2 separate regions of the Ovis aries genome follow, and region 1 is linked to region 2. A link is a contact called in public Hi-C data. All regions are on one chromosome and are shown on one strand. The core of a region is the stretch at or near the end of the contact, and the rest is flanking DNA. Distances in the headings are between cores, read along the strand shown. Region 1 has its middle 19 kb from the start of SLC37A1. Region 2 overlaps TMPRSS3 (transmembrane serine protease 3).

The links. Hi-C and Micro-C count contacts between places; a contact is called where the count stands out from the background.
Region 1: a contact with region 2 is called in a Hi-C map of mixed tissues, with 2.2 times the contacts expected there. The contact joins two enhancer-like sites. A contact is called at or near these places in 2 of 16 Hi-C or Micro-C datasets (liver and mixed tissues).

What each region holds. Positions count from the first base shown.
Region 1 is chr1:263,434,800-263,437,574 of ARS-UI_Ramb_v3.0, forward strand. No RefSeq gene overlaps it. Among named protein-coding and RNA genes, the nearest start is that of SLC37A1, 19 kb to the right of the region's middle. Within about 2 kb of position 1,387, at least 13 of the 54 cell types and tissues checked have an H3K27ac peak or open chromatin away from gene starts, as enhancers often do.
Region 2 is chr1:263,356,542-263,359,392 of ARS-UI_Ramb_v3.0, forward strand. TMPRSS3 (transmembrane serine protease 3) reads right to left here. Exons shown (of 13, transcript XM_060405839.1): 6 at 519-644. Among named protein-coding and RNA genes, the nearest start is that of TMPRSS3, 11 kb to the right of the region's middle. Within about 2 kb of position 1,335, at least 4 of the 54 cell types and tissues checked have an H3K27ac peak or open chromatin away from gene starts, as enhancers often do.

The DNA.
Region 1 (2,775 bases), core at 137-2,636, 78 kb after region 2:
GAGCTCAGTAAAGACTAACCAGTAAGTTGTTCCTGCCAAAATTCAGTTATGGGAAAATAAATTACTGCATACTTACCCGGATTACAATAATTGTAATCCGGGTAGTTACAATTACAATATTGCAATTGTTAAAGCCGTGTTTGATGAGCCTGCAGGAGGCCAGCTTTGTTTTCACAGGACCAGCATCAACACGTGGTCTTGGCGAGAGGCCCCCTGGGGACTGCCCCCAGGCCGCGGGGGAAGGGTGCAAAGATTTTTGCTCCCGGATGGGACTCCCAGGGACCCAACGGAAAGTGGGGCTGCTTGGGTGGAGCCTTAAGCAAACCACTTATTCCTTTTTTTCTTTAAGTCTCAGCAAAAGAAGACCCTGAATTTAGGGAAGATAGCTTCCCTGGTGGCTCAGAGGTTAAAGCGTCTGTCTCCAATGCGGGAAACCCAGGAAACCCGGGTTCGATTCCTGGGTCGGGAAGATCCCCTGGAGAAGGAAATGGCAACCCACTCCAGTATTCTTGCCTGGAGAATCCCATGGACAGAGGAGCTTGGTAGGCTACAGTTCACGAGGTCACAAAGAGTCGGACACGACTGAGTGACTTCAGTTTCACTTTCTTTCAGAGGCATAGACCGCATTTCAACTAATGGTCATTTTCTTATCTTCCTCCAGATGTCTGAGGAAGAAGACAGAAAGACAGACGACCAAGTGGAACGCAACCGGCAGCAAGGAGCCTGAAGCACGCATGCGCAATGCTGCTTCGGGCCTGCCTGGGTAGGTGGGACGGCGCCTGCGCTGTGGGGCTCCTAAAACAACTCTTGCCCAAACCTGCAAGGTTGACTGTTGCGTGTGCACGTGGTGCCAGAGTCTGTGGTGAGGGCTGGGTTCGCAGGTGCAGAGCTGGATGTCTCTGACCTGCGTGGACCCCGCTGGAAGCTCCACTCGCCTTCTCCTCCCCCCAAGCCTCGCTCCTTCACTCCTGTGTGTCCCTCCCTTAGGGAAGCCAACCTCTGTTCTTAAAGCCTTTCAGCACTTGCTGGGGGCAGGTGGCTTTGCAATCTGATGGCTGTTCTGCCCAGGACCCACCCACCGCCTCTCACGCCCCAAGACCTAGAAGAGAGCTGAGGCCAGCAGAGCCCAGGGAATGAAGCACAGGACACCCCCGCATACACACTGGAGCGGGGGCGGGAGATGGCACCCCCAGGGAGAGGATCACAGGTCCACCTGGTGCCACCAGCAGAGCCTGGGGGGCCACGTGGACGTGGAGTCAGACTACTGGACCAAGTGGATGGAAAAACACCTATATTTGGCTGGAATGTTTACAGGTTCTCTCATCTGGGGTTTGCATTTGGCTCAAGCCCTGAGAGGGTGTTTAATAATCTACCAGGTTGACTCACTGAAGCCTGAACATGGGTGGTTTAGAATTAATGAGGTAAAACTGCTTGAAATCCCTGGCCTGCTGTGCAGAACAGAGGCCAAAGGCTCAGGGAAATAGAACTGTGGAAATGGGTCTGCTGTTCGAAGCTGACTCAGCCAGCCCCTAATTGCAGCCCTCTCCCTAGAGGCCAGATGGCAAAAAAAAAAAAAAAAGCATCCTTAAGGAGCTGCGGGAGTCTGTCCTCTCCAAGCTGGAAGTGAAGTTGGGGCTGAATTCCCCATCTTGGTGGGAATAATGGGGCCCCCATGAAGAGAGCAGTGCCCAACCACCAGGGAGGAGGCCCAGGGACAGCAGGGCAACCATGTTGCTGGCTCCTTGCTCACAGGGTCCCTAGACCTGCAGAAAAGAGATGCCTGCCTGCTAAGTCCTGCTCAGCAGATGAAGGCTTGGAAATCCCAGGACTGCAGCCCAGTTCCTGGCCCTCAGTCAGTTCCCTGCACCCCTCAGGATGGTCCTTTGTTAGGTGTGCCCTCCAATGATCCTGTTTTGAAAGAGCCATCTGTTTCTTTCTGGGATCCTGATCTCAGAGGGCTGTGCACTCATGGCCTTTCATCTCAGTGGGGCTGATGGTCATTCCAAAAGCAATTATTTAAAAATTCATCAGGAAGTTCTCCTGACCACAAAGACAGTCCAACTGAAACGGAAACCAAAATTCAAGTAACGAGTGAAAAAAATGGGTTTTGATTTAGACTCTGGCTTGATAAACTAAAAATTATGAACATGGGTTAGTCTTATCTGGTTTTTACCCAAAGGTAAATTAGGCAAAACTGCATTTCTGCTCAAATTCTTGGAATAAGGAATAAGCCAAAGTGAGCGATGGCAGTGGGGCTCTCATAATGGTTCTGGCAAAGTTTTTGAGAGCATCACATCATTGTAGATCCTGTGACTGACCAACAGAGTACGTGCACCAGGGTGATCCTTTTCACAGAAATGTTTGGCCTGTGATTTTTCCCAAGAGCTCTTCATTCTCCTTTGAATTAAAGCTGCTGTGTTTTGAAGGCCTTATTATGTCTCCTTTGTCGGTGGTCTCCCGTGCATGCCAAGTCGCTTCAGTCATGTCTGACTCCTTGCAACCCCATGGACTGTAGTCTGCCAGGCTCCTCTGTCTGTGGACTTCTCCAGGCAAGAATACTGGAGTGGGTTGCCATGCCCTCTTCCAGGCGGTCTTATACCCGATTGTAATTCAGTCTAACTTTGCCAGCACCTCTCCCAGTAGTTTTGTTTGTGATTTGAGCAGTCCTCCAACCTTAATCGATTCCATGAAATCTTATGTCTTTTGCAAGACTGGAATTTTCACTTCGGCATCTGTTGGCAGCAGGCTTGTATTGTATTGCAGAAAATTTGACAG
Region 2 (2,851 bases), core at 85-2,584:
CCTGGAGAAAGAAATGGCTACCCTCCCCAGTATTCTAGCCTGAGAAATCCCATGGACAGAGGAACCTGGGAGGCTGCAGTCCATGGGGTCGCAAGGAGTCAGTCACACGACTGAGCGACTGATTGACAAGTTATTTGGGGAAACATCTAATACAAATGGTGAACATTTAAGTACTTTGTAAATAAAGTTAAGTTTCTTTCTTAATTCCTTTCTTTCTAATATTTTCCCCTCCTTCCTTCCCTCCCTTCTTTCCCCCAAACACATCTGCAGCGCCCACTATGTGCCCAGGCAGTACCGCACTTATCTGCATCAGGTGACCCCTTCATCATCCTTCCTCCGTTTCTCTGCTGGGCTCTATCTGCCTGGTTTGGGGTTAAGTTCCTGTACTCCAGCCTGGTGTGTCCACCCTATCTAACCAAACTGGCCAAGCCCTCAACTTGCACTTGGAGAACACAACCTCATGCTCAAACTCGGTGCATGACTAGACAGAGTGGACCCAGCACCCCCTGGTCACTAACCTCACGTACACCGAGTGGTGTAAAGCGGTCACTTTGTCATCTGGCAAGAGGTAATTGATGGACACGAAGTCCTCTCGAAACTGCTCTTCGAGCGAGTCCACTCTGAGGGTGTCTGAACTCACGTAGCTGCAAGCACATTGGAAATGCAGATCGGACCTGAGAGATTCACTCTGTGCCCCAAATCAATCTGGGCTCAAGTCATAGTGTTAGAGGTATCACACTGTGTAGGGGGGACGGAAGGTCCTGGCGTGCTCCCAAACCATCAGTGGCTTCCTTCTGCCAACCTAGCAAGGCATTTCAGACCTGGAAGAGTCTGGGACAGCCCCCTCCCTGAAGCCCATTCACCCACCCTTGGCTCCAGGCACATGGGAGAGAGAACTACTTCCTGATGTAGCTAGGTGGACCCCCGCCTTGATGCTGCCTAAAGCAAGTCCCAGAGGGGACAGAACATGGAGCTCAGTGGGGTGTTTTCAGGTGGGCACCAAAATGGGGTTGCTGAGAAACCCAGGTAGGAATGGAAGATTTTCCCAGGCTGCCCAGAGCTGGTGGGGCTCCTGTTACAGAGAGATGAGCAGTAGACAGAGCACTTTGTGGGGCTCCAGGACAAGTCAATGTTTGAAGGGCCAATGGAGAATGATGAAGAGGACATGATTTTCTTCAGATCAGGTGTTGGAAGAGTTATGACATAGCAGGACTTGGAATAAGCAAAAGACAAAGTCACTGACTTGCTTCACTATCGAACTCACCTACTTATCACACAGGATTTCATCAGGTCACTGTAAATGCAGAGGGGCGGGGCAGGCATGGGATACAAAGTGCAGCCGGATTTGGTTTGGAGGAAAATGTAATCAAGGCCGTGGCACTGACCCTCCCAGCCTCCCCAGGTATTGCTCAACCCGCTGATACGGCAGGTGCCTGGTGAAAGAGCCACTTGTCACCAAGATGGAGGTCCCAGTGTAGGTGGGCTGGGCTACAGGCGGGGCAGTAGGGATGATGCAAAGGGATCCCAAAGGCTGCTACTGAAATCCCACAGATCACCAGTCTCAGTGGCAACAATAGCCATGACCACGGGCTTACAGGGTATCCCTGTGGTCCAGGCTGGCTTTGAAGCACTAAGACACTTGAACCTCACGGCGACCCTCTAAAGCGGGTACTGTTATTCGCCTCAATTTTGAGGCCCAGTCACATGACAGGGCTGCATGTGTACTGGGACTTGGACCCAGGCAGTCTGAGCTGTCAGTCCATCTTTTCTTTTTACCACAGACCTCTCACACGGGATCAAAGGAGGGCTTTCAATAGAGACGTAGAATAAACAAGAATGGATACAGAATAAATCTTAGAACTGGAGCAAGAGATAGGGAAGCAAACAGCAAGTTTAGAGGGAAGAAGAATGGACACCCTTGAGGTGACAGCCCAGAACCTTGGATCCACTGGACTTACCCTCTGAGAGAGCAGGGCATGACCGTCCTGGCAGATGGGGAGGGGTGAGCAAAGGAATGAGGGCTGCCGGGAAGTGTTGGAGCCAGGGAGGGGGGTCACTGGGCCCTTCTGCTTGATGGAGAGGAGGTCAAGGATTCCAGAAGGGGAAGTATTCCAAGAGGGAGAGGCAGGGGAGGCAGAAGGGAAGGGGAAGGGACGCCCCCTAGTGAGGCCAAGAAACCACCTACCCAGGAGCAGAAATGTCCAAGGGAAGCTTTCAGCTGTGAGCCATGGTGGTGGGTGTGTGTCTGTGTAATTGGTGCGAGTGTGTGTGTGTGCGTGTGTGTGTGTGTCTGAGATACGGTGTTGCGTCATATGGTATATGTATGGTGTGTAGTGTGTGAGTATGGTGTGTTTGCAGTGTGTGTGTGGTGTGTGTAGTGTGTGAGTAAGAATTGCATGGTGTGTTTGCAGTGTGTATGTATGTATGCGTGTGTGTGGTGTGCAAGCTTCCTCCAAGTCTATGAGGAGTCGAGCTTATGTCATTTGTCATTTCTGAGGGCAATTGTGGGAGTGATTTGCTATTGTCATCAGCCTAGAAGTGCAGCTGATTCCTGAATTCAGGTCATTGCTGGAGAAGAGGAGGCGGGTCTCAGGGATACAGGCTGGAGGGCAGGTTTCACCGGTTTTGGAGGAAGGAGCTAAGAATACCATACTTCACATTTTGCAAGTCCAGGGTCCCTGGATTCAGAGCACTGTTTTGATGCCCATTTCCTTGGGTATAAACAGGGATGCTCACGTTCTGTGAGTAGTGTGAGCACTCAGAGCCCGCATGCTCTTAATCCTGAGACTCCAGAGCAAAGGGGAGCAAGAGAGATGTCCTGGGCAGCTGCTTGGGAGTCTAAAGGAAGAAG